3 separate regions of the Anas platyrhynchos genome follow, and all the other regions are linked to region 2. The links are chromatin contacts, called in public Hi-C maps. All regions are on one chromosome and are shown on one strand. The core of a region is the stretch at or near the end of the contact, and the rest is flanking DNA. Distances in the headings are between cores, read along the strand shown. Region 1 holds the start of SHISA2 (shisa family member 2). Region 2 overlaps ATP8A2 (ATPase phospholipid transporting 8A2). Region 3 overlaps ATP8A2 (ATPase phospholipid transporting 8A2).

Region 1 (4,452 bases), core at 1,483-3,982, 200 kb before region 2:
GCTGTGAGCTGAACATGAGAAACGTGGCAATTAGTGCTAGTTTTGTGGCAATTAGTGCTAGTTTTCCTCTGGGAGAAGGGAAGGGGGCAATTTCGGGTTCAGAGCTTTAACCCAGCAGCTGGGGTTGCGATGTTGTGGATCCAACTGCAGAACCGAGGAAGCTCCTGAATGCAGATTTTGAAGGTTTCTGAGGAGGGTGTGAAGCTGTTTGACAGGATGTGATGGCAGATACACCAGCTAAACACAATGAGGAAGGTAGGTAAATGTGCCTGCGCAGTGTCCAGGGCTGGGCAGCTGTTAATCTCCCTTGTGCCAAAGTGGATAAAATCCAGTTACTGTTTACTAAGAACGAAACAAAAATCCCTAAAGGGCCAGAGAAGGATGCGTCCATCAGCAGCCTGAAGTCCGTCTCCTCTGGGCCGAAAGGAAAACAGGACAGGAGCCACTGCCATCGCTGTACCCCTGTACCATGGAGAGAAGGCAGCAATTTGCAGAGCACGGGTCAGAAATGCAATAGGGGAAACAAAACATTCCCAAACATCACACGAGCAGCTTGTGGCAGCCCAGTGGGCTGCGTGGCGGAGTTGGCTGTCCTGTAGGCTCATAAGGTTTCCAGACAAAACAGAGCCATGGAGCTCTGCCTTCCCACCTCCATCTTGGGGAATTTGTGAGGTGAAAACCCAAGGGGGGGTTGTTGTTAGCTACTCGTATTGTTACAGCTTCCCCTAATCGGTCCTGCCCCTTCCTGCCCGCCTGCACCATGGTAGCTCCGTGGGGCTGAGCTGCCACCAGAGCAAGGCCTCGGCCTCCACCTGGAGTGTGGTGGTTCTCCTGCTGGTGGTCATCTTACACCATCCCTAATTCTGATACAGGTTTTTTTTTTTTTTTTTTCGTGGTTCATTTACAATAGAAAAATAAAACTTGGTGTTTGCTCTCCTGTATTTGGTAAGAAAATTTGTGGTGAGCCGAAGGCCTCGGGAAGCTGTGACTGGTGGTAGTAAAATCTGGGAGAGTTTCAGAGCAAAATAAAGTTGGAGCAGGTAACAGAGACTTAACGGACTGAGGGATCAGCATTATCTCCAGGCTTTTGAGATCTTTGCCCACTCTAATGTACCTGTGATGTTTCGATTCCATCTGAAAGCTGAGAGATGCTCACTTTGATGGGAGCCGCTGAATTCAGTGCCTGTGGGATGTGGGGCTCTAGTGAAGCATTTGGCTTATTTTGTAGTAGATTGAGTTAATGTGAACTTGCTAGACACAGAAAACTGAGTGGAAAAGTAGCAGAGCAGAAATGGCTGTTGCTGTACTTATGTATTTTCACTTTTTTGTGTGTGTGGAAGAGCTTCATACTTGAATAAATCATACAGATGTTACCCAACTGACTTCAAAATGCAGCTGGAAAAAAAATCTTTGCTAATTAGTCCATTGCTAAATGCATTCTGAAGCACCTCCCCAAGTGCCACATGTTTTAAGTTTCACAAAAGGATAATTATCTCTGGGTTCACAGAGACAAGTCGAGACGCACTCTGAGCTGCAATATATGAAATAGCTTTTGTGGGTAACCTCTGCAAGGGATCTGGTGCCGGTATTTTGTTGTGATCGAGGCTCGTTGCTGGGAATGCGTATGGGTGAGACAGTGAGGTAAAAAGGAGAGCGATGTCTGATCCTCTGCTGTTGCTATTTAAAGGGCTGACCTTACCGAGTATCAGTGGAAGCAACTCATAAGGGCTGGGGAAGTAGTTTGCGTGCCGCGTATAACCAGAAAGCTGTTTTTCTTATTACGAAAGCATCAGTTTGACCCAGGTTTAAGGGAAGTGATGCTGCTGGCTGATCTCTGCATTAAGAGCCTGGCAGAGGTTTCGGGCAGACCCCCTGGCTCCCACCTCTGTCTGCAGGCAGCCGCCTTCCCACACAGCGCTCCAGGACCGGGGCTGATGGCTGGAGCTGGCTGACGTTTGTACCCAAAACCTGGTGCTCCTCGCCCCAATACCTCTGAAGCTGAAGGCTCAGGATCGCTCAGGACCGTCAGATGTTGACATGGAGCATCTCAGACTTTGTCCTTCAGCTCCATGCCCACTTCACCACGTTCATTAGCACTGCCCAACCTGTTGCACCCGCACCATGTCAATAACCAGCTCCTATATCCAAGGCCAGCACCCCTGGGCTTCTGCCCCCCTTGGGGCTATGGTGGAGGGGGGAGAGCTGCCTCTGTGTGCCCTCCTTGCATCAGGGGGCTCGGGCCGGGGGCTGCAGCTGGGTGAGGGGCTCGCTGAAAGCAGCAAGGGGCTGAGGGGCGGCTGCCCTGGGCAGGGGCATGCCCCCACCTCTGCCAAAGCTGCAGCTGGAAAAGGAGCCGAACCTTACAAACAGATTTCCCAAGCGGGCTCAGTCCGGGGAGCCCCCCCATTTTCAGCCTTTTCATTAAAAAATATTAATAATAATTATAATAAAAACCTACTTTCCACTTGTTCTCCCGTCTCGTGGGCGGGGCGGGGGCGGGCACCAGACCCACCTCTTGAGGAGAAGACCCCCCCATACCCCCAGCCCCTCGGGGGGTCGCCTCCTTCAGGACCCTATGGTGTGTGTGGGGTGGTCCCGGGGGTCCATCCCGGGGCTGGGGGGGGTGTGAGGGGGCCGGGGCCGCGCCGTCGGGGCGGGGGCCGGGGGCGGGCGCATGGGCGGGGTGTGGGATGTGAGGGGGGGGGGGGGGCGGCTGCGGGCGGCGATATAAGGGAGGGGCGCGGGACCCCCGCCCAGCCCGGACGGGGCGCGCAGCGGCGGAGCGGAGCCATGGGGGCGGCGGGGACGGGGTAGCGCTGCCGCCCCCCCCCGCCCCGGCCGTCCCGGGGATGCGGCGCCGGGAGCCGCGGCCGGGGGCCGGGCGGCGCCGCCGCCGCCACCAGCAGCACCAGCAGCACCACCAGTACCACCAGTACCACCAGCACCAGCAGCAGCAGCACCACCCAGGCTCGGGGGGCCGGCGAGCGGCCGCCCCCTCGGTGTGCGCCATGCGGGGCGGGGGCTGCTGCTGCCCGCTGCTGCTGGCGGCGCTGGGCTGGCTGCTGCCGGCGGGGGCGGCGGGCAGCGGGGAGTACTGCCACGGCTGGCTGGACGGCCAGGGCGGCTGGAGGGACGGCTTCCAGTGCCCCGAGCGCTTCGACGGAGGCGACGCCACCATCTGCTGCGGCAGCTGCGCCCTCCGCTACTGCTGCTCCAGCGCCGAGGCCAGGCTGGATCAAGGAGCCTGCGACAACGACCGCAGGCACGGAGCCGCCGAGCCCGGGCGGCCCGGCAAGGATGGCCCCGACGGGGCGGCAGGTGAGGAGGAGCCCCCCGAGGAGATGGGGGGGTCCCCGTGCCGGGGATCGGCGGCTCCGCGTGGTTTGGGGTCTGCCCCGAGTGGGAATAGGGGGGCGGGGGTGGTGCTGCGGAGGGTTGAGGTGGGAGAGGCAGCCGGGCTGTGCGCCCCCTCCGCGCTGCTGCGGCTGCAGGGACCCGGCCCCGCCGTGCCCCGGAGCAGGGGACGCCGCTCGCCAGCGGCCTGGGGCGCAGCGAGCTGCCGGGGGTGTGCGCATCGCTGCTTCATCGCTCCCTCCCCACTGTGCTCCCAATTAAACAGCGAAGAGAAAAAAAAAAAAAACACCAAACAGCCCGTACGTAGATTTAAAAAAAAAAAAAAAAGTGACATGACATTTCTGAGTGACTCGCGGCCGGTCCCCGCTCTAATTGTGTGCGCTCGCCGAGCTTGGGTGCCACCAGTTCAGACGGCTCCTTCATGAGATTGAGTTTCAAGGGTAAACTCGAGTCTTTCTAGTGCTGTTTCAAAAAAAAAAAAAAGCCTCGGTGGCTTTCCAGCACATTTGCTGCCATCCACACATGGTGAGCACGCTAGAAGTAGCCTGAAGTGATGTTATAATTAGGGCAGATTTACTCTCGGAAAACTTGTGCGCTGCAGTCTGCAGCAAGTGTATGCACCTGCCGAAGAGCCGCTGTCTCACGGGGTGCAGAAGGAGACACGATCCTTCGCGAGGCCTTTGTGTAGGGAGTGTTAAAATTACAGAAGAGAGGAGGGAAGAATGTGGCCTTTTGGCCCATAGCCCACTGCGTGTGTTCAGCTGTGCGAGGAGCTGCTCTGACTTCAGCGGGCCCGTTGCCCCCATCGCAGCTCTTGCACGATATCATTTCGTGTGGTGAGGGGTGGCCCCATGCCTTGGCACCGTGTCTGGTGCCCACCATTAGTGGTGGCTTCCTTAGAGTGGGTCGGGAGGAGCTGCACAGGGCTCTGCAGCCCTGTCTGTGTCCCCATGCTCATGGGTTTTGATGGCTGTGATGAAGCCCAGGCTCATCTGGAGCATTTGAAAGCACTGAAGGGAGATCCCATCCCCTCATCACTCCTGGATATGTCTGTAAAGATTTGTCACCGTGGCATAGGGAACACCTTCTTACTTGGGA
Region 2 (4,688 bases), core at 396-2,895:
CCCATAATAGAAGTGCCCTTGTTTCTTAAGCACGAAACCACACACAAAGTCTGATGAGGGGAGGAGAGAAAACAGTATCACGTATTAATCTAATCAATTTGAAACAGCACAAAAACTTAGCAAAACAAATCTCCCAGGTAAGCTGAAGGACCATCCTTTTCCCCCTTGCATTCTGTACTCTCAGAGCTCCCTGCTGTGACTCACATAAATTATATTTTTCAGCGAAGCTCTCCAGGCTCTCTGCAACCCTCTCCACATTAAAAAAAAGCCCAGGAAAACCCACACTGCTGCAGAGCACATGCTGAATTAGCAGATCAGCCTCCATCACACCCTGGGATCCCCAGGGCCAAGGGGAAATGCCCAACTGCTTCCCAGCTTTCACGTAGCACCTTCATCCATCCTTTGTGCATCAGGGTACAGAAAACACTGCTGTGCTTTGCACCCTTGAAAATATGCCTCTTCCAAGCTGGCAACCCCTGAAAGAGCAGCAAGTCTCACCCCTTGTAATGTGTGGGGAACCTTACAGCCTCCCTCTCCTTTAAAGGATTGGTCATGTCAAGACAAAGCACTGGCTTCCCCCCAGAGATGCCTGTGGAAGTCAGAGCTCCTGGAATGCTGCTTCTCCTTCCAGCACACCCAGGAGCCTGCCTTTGATAACACGCATCAGCCAGTGCACAAAAATACACGCTAAAACAGAGCTCCAAGTCAGCGGAGCTTTTTATACACTGTAATGGATCCCAACTGTATCAAAACATTAATACTGAGCTCTCAGGACAAAGGATACGGTGTTGGGTCCAGGATACATGTTTTTAAAAGGTCCCTAAATGCTTATACATATAATAAACCACAAAGGCTCTCAGGAATCTGTTGCCATCTGTTCTCTGGACTCAAACATTTATATGATCCCTCCCCCACCAAGAAATCCTATTTGGAAACAAAATAAGGAAATGAAAACAGCGAAATTAATGCTACGGCTGCGTCCTTTAGTCAATCCTTTTCCTGGGTGTTGTAAGGATCTCCAAAACTTTGCACCAAGTAGTAGGGTACGAGTTACATTGTGGGCAAAGTTTTAACTTTAGCTCTTGATTTCCCTTACTTTTGTCATTAAGGCAGACTCCATCTATTCTGAACGTGGTTATTTCACATTCATTTGTTTAATTAGAAGAATACATCGTATTTCTGTCTTGAACTGAAGATTTGGAGATGCTGGTTGAGGGGTAGGAGGGAATGGCAGGGTGCTAGGTTTCCCTTTAAATTGCTCCCCAGGTCTTCACACCGCTGAGATGGGCAGGGACCCCCCTAACCACACCACAGGTACTGGGCACGTTTTGTCTACATCACCTAAAAGATTTGTCTTTTGGATGAGCAAAACAAATGAAATATACTAATGATTACACACAGCGTGTTTATAAAAAGTGAGTAATTACTTAAGCAGGTAAGTAATTTTCTATTTTAAATTGAAATCAGGCACAGTGCTGATTTAGGGAGGGTACAGCTGTCATGTAAAGGGCTCCTGAGCACTGACAGCAGTGTCCTCTACCCCTGCTGCCCACTCTGCTTACCCGTAGGCTATCAGCTCTGACAGCAGGAGCTTACACTTCCCAATCCCATGAGGAAATCCTGCATGTAAGTCCTTTAACAACCCAGGGAAACACCTAATAAGTGCCAGCAGGCAGTGGTGCCCACAGAGCACACGCAGCCCTCAGTGAAGGTCAGGCCGCCCTCAGTCCCCTCCTGTCAGGGAACGGCTCACCAAAACCCACAACATTAAGTAGTCACTTGCTTCCCCAAAACAACAGATTTAACACTAGAAACCATGCAGATGAAGGCAGAGAGGTGATTTGGCCTTTCAACACGTTGATTTTCAACTAACAAGTGAAGTTCAAAATCTGAGTAAGTCGCTTTGTCTCAAGGAGAAGAAAAAACCCAAGGTTCTGTGAACTGCCAACGAGGAACTGAATTTTTCACAAAACCAGCAAGTAGTTTTCAGAAGAGCCATTCAGTAGTCTGAAATTACTTTACCGTACCTGTGACCTATCATAATGCAAAAGAAAAAAAAAAAAAAGAGAATAAAAATGCCTAAGTGGGATTGTAGCTGATGGCGTGTTGTAGGGCAGTCTCCCAGAACACCTCTGTTGCTGTGAACAAGCAAGAAATGGGCTACAGAGCCAGTTTTTGATCTTAAATCACTATTTACTTCACTCACTCAACTACCCAGACCAAAACAAATCTCTTGAATATCACAGAATGACTTAGGTTGGAAGGGACCTCCAAAACCATCTAATTCCAACCCCCTGCCATGTGTAGGGATATGACCTGCCGCACCAGGTTGCCCAGAGCCCCATCCAGCCTGGCCTTGAGCACCTCCAGGGATGGGGCATCCACAGCTTCTCTGGGCAGCCTGTGCCAGGGCCTCACCACCCTCAGAGGGAAGAATTTCTTTATAACTAATCTAAATTTTCTCTTTTAGTTTAAAGCCATTCCCTCTTGTCTTGTCATTATCTGACTGAGCAAAGAGTCACTCTCCGTCTTTTTTATAAGCCCCCTTTAAGTATTGAGAAGTTGCAATAAGGTCACCCCAGAGCCTTCTTTTCCTTAGCCTGAACAGCCCCAGCTCTCAGCCTTTCTTCATGGGAGAATATGCTATGAACTCCTAAGCACAGCAATTAAAATAAAAACATTCATTAGATTCTTACACTTGGGCAGAATAAAACTCAGTTCTATTTTGCCATTAAAAAACTACCCTAACAAAATATCCCTGAACAGCTTCTATTTCCAGCCCACACACATTGGTTATCAAAAGAAACAGCACGTGAGAAAAAGGGGGAAAGCTTGCAAGCGTTTCTCCTCAGACTGCTAAAACCACTTGTATGAAAAACCAAAATTAGCCACCCAGCACCTGTACATTGGCAGAAGCACCAGGAGCTGACAGCAATGGGGTCGGATACCTCGAATGGAACTGCTCACAAGCACTGCCTGATGTTTTTTCCTTCAGAGATGCAACTTCTTAACCAGCGGTAATGCAACTGCAAAAAACAAACGTAACAGAGCATCCTGAAGAGTACCAATCACAAGAAGAAATTAAGCAGCTGGAGAAATGTATTTTTGCTTTTTGCTATGGAGGCAGTCCCCTGCTCCATGGGTGTAAATTAGCCAAGTTCTGGCTCCCACCACACCAAGCAATATTCAGCAGTCTACGAAGAGCTGATCTGAATGGCAGGAAATCCAATAGCGCAGCTGCTTTCTATTTCTGAAAATGAAACAGCCAAATCTCGTCTCAAAACAAGCCCACACCAATTCTAATGACTTTGTGAATTGAACAGAACAGGTTGCTACTATTGGCACTATTTAGGCTATCTGTTGGGGGATGAGAGGCAAGAGAACATTACACAAAAACCCCACAAGTATCCCTCAGAGCCCAGACATGCACTTATCCCATCTTTGGGCACTGACCTCTGCCAGCACAGTTCAGCCTTGGCCACCCTCACAACATTAAAGCAGCAGAGTTCTTCCATCTCCTGGATGAAATCACTGACCCCCAGTTCTTACAAGACCCATCATACAATTCTAGATGGATTTGTGTGATCTGTTCACATAACCAAGCACTGAGGAACGTACGAGTACCCCACTTGCAGGACGAGAAGTATTGGAGAAGAAAGTTTGGAAAAACTTGGCCCTGACTCTGATGCTGAATATACTACATGAACAAATAAGCCTCTGCCTTTTGAGTAGGCTGAGTTTTTGACCTTCTGTCCTGCACAGAGGCTGTCAAATCCTGCTCCTCTGCTCAGGATGATCAGTTCACAGCCTCCAAATGCTTATCTTATATTTCTGAAGAACAAGATGCTCTTTTGCAGCAATCTGATAGTCATTTGAGTCCTCAATCACATGCCTGCACCCACCTGCATCTGGTCATTAGCATTAGGGTCTCAAAATTAAGACAAGCACTTACTTGCCACAGGTTTTTTTTGTTTCATGGTTTTCTTGTTCCTCCTTACTAGGACCCACACACAGCAGCTGTTTCAAGATCACACTTTGGCAAATAACAGCGAGTAACCCCCTCCACAGGTTTAGGAGCTCTGATCAAAGAGCTGCCAGTAGGAACCTGAGCTGCTGTGTGTTGTATACAAAAGGTATGTGCAGGACATAAATAAAACAATAATAGAAATGCACAAAGACAGCATATTTTATAAAGTCAGACTTCACAGAAGACCTGCGAGATGGAACAATTTGAAGTCTAAACGTGCACCACGACATGAAGAACAGTAAGAGAAGGGGGGTGTGAAGGAGCAAGACCAAAGACAACCATTTTCAGTGCCTATCACCATCATCTACTCTAGATATTACAGATGAAACTAATGAGAGCAGAAGAAAAATAAAGGCAACACAGACACCAGGAGGAATAAAAGCAGTTTCCCCAGAATAGAGTGGAGCTACCTAAACCTGGGAATTTAAGAGAAAACAGAAGGAAAGCCTACAGATGAACACGGACCCCAGCAGAAAACCACCTAGCCGTTACCATTTTAACCATGTTGCTCAGAACAGTGACTTCTCTTAAGCTGAATGGGAGCAGAAGTATAGCAGAAAATAAGATCTTCTGAAGCTTTTGATAATATCATTTTAAGTCCAGGAAGCATTATTCCCATTTCTTACCCTGCCTTTTCTTAAAAGCATTCACAAAAATTACT
Region 3 (4,558 bases), core at 2,009-4,508, 150 kb before region 2:
TTATCAGTATTTGCTGTATTTCTCCCTAAATAAAAGAGGGATTTTCCTTGGCTAATTGACAGCTCATTCCTGGAGCTACGTGTTACATATTATTAAGTTTTCACTTCGGGCCTTCATGACAAGTGACACGCTAGCCTATATTCCCTCTTCACAGCAGCTGGGCTCTCTGTTTTGCCTGAGCTGGAATGGCCTGGGTCCTCCTTGTACAAGGTTATGAAGCATAGCACTGCCCATGGTTAAGAGAGCAAAATAAATGCTTTCTTTGCCTCTCTTCTAATGCAATGGGAATTTCTAGTCACTAGAAAATAATTTCAGCAAGACAGCAATTCCTTTAGCCTACAGAAAACCATTTCCATAAAGAAAAAATCTTGGTTGTAACACAGCCTTCCAAGGGAAAGGATAAATGCTTAAGGCGTTTAAAAAACAGTCTAAACAAAACATTGACAATTCTATCTGCAAAGGATTCTTGTGCATTTCGAATTCCAGTGGTAGAGAGGGTATAAGTAGCCTCCCTTTACATTAAAGTTCTTGAAATTACTTATTTTCTGCAGTGGTTTGAAACTACAGAGTTTTGAGAAGCTTTGGGGATTACACAGGATTGTATTTCACAAGGTTTGTTCCTCCTCTCCAGGCAGGGAAGGAATCACTAAGACTGACTGTAGAGTCCAGTGAGTACTGCTCTCCTCACAGCTGAATCTTGGAAGACCCAGCTAGGTGAACTGAGAAAGCAGCTGACAAACTGGGAGCTTACAGGGTATGGGCTGGAGAAACACCTTTTTTTTTTTTTTTTTTTTGGGTCTCCCCACTTAACCTTAATCTAACTGAACAAATTATTGGCTCCCTTTTAGGAATAAGAGATCTCATGTCTCAACTGAATTTGTCTTTACCTATAGAGTAAGCAATACATATAATCTAGATAGAAATCTTAATTACTAAAGGAAAGCTGCCTCCTTCAGATTCAGGACTTGTTCCCTCACATCACTCATTGAATTGGCCATCAAGAAAAGGCTCCCACTTAACTTTGCTCAGAAGTCTTCCAAATGAGTATCACCATTTTGTATTCACTAGAAGGCTTCACAGTTCTTTACAGAATGACAGAGACTGAACTGGACAACATGTGCATGCAGAATAATTGCCACAACACGGAGAAGACTGGTTCGGGACTTACGCTGTCCATGCCACATCTTTAAGAAGGCACGCAGTGGGCACGAGAAACAAGCCGAACCAGAAGTATCCACATCTCAGCACCATTCCAGCCTATGAAGAAAGCAAACAAATTGTGAGCATTTTCAAGCCATCACACACTAACTAATTGTTTTCATGTAAAAGGTGGACTGCTGGCATCAGGCACTGCATCCGTGATCTGGATGACGTTGAAATCTGTGGGGGCAAGACAGAAGGGGAAAGTCTCATCAACTCTTAATATAAATTAGGCCTCTGACTGAGAAACAACAACAGAATTTCTCACTAGGATCATTCCTTATGATCCCATATTCCCTAGAATTTATGTTATGTTAACGTTAGGTTATTTATATCATGTTTCATGTTATGTTTCGACCATATCCTTCACTGATATCAACTTGTGGATCCAGGCAGACATAGTTTCACTCATGGAGAATTGCACCATAAATGTTTAGCTTGCATTTTTTGGCTACCTTTTCTGCCCTTTGCTTGTTCTCTTTCTACCCCGCTGCTCCAGACCTCTGAGCAGCATCAAACTGACATGGAAAAGAAATGGATGTCTCATTAAAATGTTTCAGTCCCACTGCACTTAAACACAGGACTTCCTGCTCAAATTACTGCCGAGACCCAGGGTGGGAAAGATTCACTCTTGTCCTTGCAAACGGCTTCTTACAAAGAGCTCAAAGTTTATATTTGCATTTCATTCATTGTTGTAATGCTTGAAGAAAAACCTTGGTAGGATTTGAGAAGGAAGACATGCAGAAACCCTGCAGGTCCCAGCACACAGATACAGCTGCGGAACAAAGCTGAGACATGGCACTATTTACAGAAATGCTATTTTAGGTCATTTATTTAGAGGTCTCTTCAGACCTTTTAAAGCCAAATTAATGGTAAGAGTCGGTTTGCTACACAGAAGACTGGAAACAACCTCACCACCTCTTGCATGAGCATGTGCGCACACACATATCCCATAAGAATCATTTAAGTTTTCTACTACACCAGAAGTAATATATTTCTATAAACCATGTGCAGCACACAACTAAAAAATGGGCTGAAAGATGTCAACAGCATTCCCAGTGGCTGGCCACACTCTGCTCTCTTGCCGGTGGATACTGCCACATCCCTTCCCCAAAACCTTGACTTCTCAGTAGCCTGTATGCCACACACAAGGCGCATGAGTACCAAAAATGTTTGTGTGTGATGTAGCCAAAGGCCCGGAGGCACACACCCATGGACACAGAGACAAAGCAGCTGACTCAGTGGTGAAGTGCAGGTTTAGCTGTGCTGTATTTGCAGCACCCAACAGAAGAGCAGCCCGCACAGTGGGAGCATCAGGGACTTTTACAGACAAACACAAGGCTGAATGACAGAACGGGAAACTGAACAAAATGCCTCCAAGCCTTCGAAATGTGCTGTGAAGACAAAATGTGTAATTAAGACGCTTTGTTAAGACAAAGGGGGTTGATCTCAAGAGAAGGACCCACCACCATACAGCGGAGCTTGAGAACCGAGGACAGCAGTCACACTGCATTGCCAGATGTCACCCGCAGCACCCAACATCTTCTCCCCGTGTTGTTCCCTGTTTGGAGTTGTCCACCTCTCGGTCCAGTCACATTCAGCTAGCAGCAACTTGCCCTTTGATGGCTAAGTACTGACTACTCCCCAAAACATTTTCCACTTCTGAATGTGCAACCCTCCACGCTGCTGCTGGACTGACAGAGCAGTGGTAAATCTTGTAGCGAAACCGAGAGCAAACGAGACTGTGCTAAAACATTTATGGACATTTTACCACCCACATGGACAGTAAGCAAACAAATTCCAGTCTGAGAACCAGCTCGCAGTTATTTGGGATCCCTCACGCCTACTTTCACAGGAGGATGCCAGAAGCACGCAGTCAGTTTTGATACATGCTTCTTTAAAGGAAAGGATGGGCAGGAATTAGGGGGGAATCTTAACTTCATTGTTAGCCAAAGGACTGAACTGCAATAACACAGTGGCAAAGTACGATGAGATTTATACTGCTGCTTTGCTTTTCCTTGGCTGTGACCCTGAAAGCGCCAGCAGTTTAATCTCATCAGCATTCCCACTGCCCATCCTTCCACTGCTTGTGCTAATGAAGGCTAAAACAGGCCCATCGTACCCTATATGCATTTTCTGGTACTAGAAGCAAAAATATTTTGCATTCTCCTTTTCGCTTTCCTAGCTGAAGGAAGCTCAAGGCACTTCTAATGCGCAGAACAATCCAAGTATGTGTTCGGTAGAAGATTAAATGCTTTTTTTTTTTTATTATAATGTTGTCAACTCAGCCAATAGCTACGGGCTTGGCTATTTCACACGTTCAGCTCTCTGCCCTGAAGAAGCTCAGGCCAAATACTTCTTGCCTGCAGCTACGCATTTTACTTCAGCGCTAGCCTGTCAGCAAACGGCACCACAACAGTGAACGCATTCATCTCAGCTCACCCTCTGCAGCCACTCACGGTGCTACCGGCAAGCCTTTTTCCACACAACCTGCTCCAAGTTTTGCTCCGTTCCTGAGCTCATCTGGAAGGCTCCTTCCCTGCTCGTTTCTAGTTTCCTCCTGCAGTTATATGTCTGCTAAGCTGCCTGGCAGCGAACTGGTTCGCCTTGCAGGCACAGAGCTGAGCTCTGCCTCCCCTCCGGCAGGGTTACGCCATCCCCTCGCCCAGCAGGAGGATCCCCTGGAAGCCACCTAACGTGGGGTGGGCACATCCATAGCCAGCGTTTTTGGGATGTTCCCCAATCAGGCTATGAAGAGAAGCGATGGTCAGGACACCTACAGATCGCACCAAAGCCTTCACAGCCCTTCTCGTGTTCCCCTGCGAACAGGAAGGTCATGGCGAAGTTTGTTTTTTAAACACAATCAGAATTTGACCGCTTCTGTCATTACACAGGCCCCACGATAGGCAACCAAGTCATTTTTAGCCTGTCTGCTGGTGTAAACATCAGTGCCTAGCACATCTGAAGGCAACTACCAGAAGCCATTTATCACACGGCACCCCCCCAACGCTCCATACCAATGCCTGTCTCCTGCTGGAGACCCTGAAGCTTAAGCTGCTGCCAAGCACTGCCGAGGCTTCCGTGGTAAAACATCTCATTTTAGAGGATGGTAACACTTGAGAAAATGAAAGAATGGGAATGAGAAAAGAAAGAAAAAGTTTATCTGTGGTTATTTCGGCTGATGAGCAAATCGTTTAGCAAATAATGCCTCTAACCAGTTGTAAACTTGCTTTTTAAGGATGGGTACCTTTTTAAATCTTTAAATCCAACAACAATAAAAGTGATAGCACTAGCTGGTAAGAACAACTAGGAAGATTTCCTCTATACCACTATTATTTCAGAAAGCACAGACTGAGTG

Evidence for each region. A called contact is a pair of places that touch in the nucleus more often than the background predicts.
Region 1: a Hi-C map of subcutaneous adipose tissue shows a contact between it and region 2, with 1.6 times the contacts expected there. The contact joins the promoter of SHISA2 here to the enhancer-like site in region 2. A contact is called at or near these places in 3 of 8 Hi-C or Micro-C datasets (liver, skeletal muscle and subcutaneous adipose tissue).
Region 3: a Hi-C map of liver shows a contact between it and region 2, with 2.6 times the contacts expected there. The contact joins two enhancer-like sites. A contact is called at or near these places in 2 of 8 Hi-C or Micro-C datasets (liver and skeletal muscle).

What each region holds. Positions count from the first base shown.
Region 1 is chr1:186,578,587-186,583,038 of IASCAAS_PekinDuck_T2T, reverse strand. SHISA2 (shisa family member 2) reads left to right here and starts at 2,732. Exons shown (of 2, transcript XM_027469442.3): 1 at 2,732-3,318. The coding sequence starts at 2,850.
Region 2 is chr1:186,378,313-186,383,000 of IASCAAS_PekinDuck_T2T, reverse strand. All of the region lies in intron 25 of ATP8A2 (ATPase phospholipid transporting 8A2), which reads right to left. Among named protein-coding and RNA genes, the nearest start is that of ATP8A2, 130 kb to the right of the region's middle. Within about 2 kb of position 1,645, at least 1 of the 8 cell types and tissues checked has an H3K27ac peak or open chromatin away from gene starts, as enhancers often do.
Region 3 is chr1:186,531,036-186,535,593 of IASCAAS_PekinDuck_T2T, reverse strand. ATP8A2 (ATPase phospholipid transporting 8A2) reads right to left here. Exons shown (of 37, transcript XM_038175041.2): 34 at 1,169-1,257. Among named protein-coding and RNA genes, the nearest start is that of SHISA2, 47 kb to the left of the region's middle. Within about 2 kb of position 3,258, at least 1 of the 8 cell types and tissues checked has an H3K27ac peak or open chromatin away from gene starts, as enhancers often do.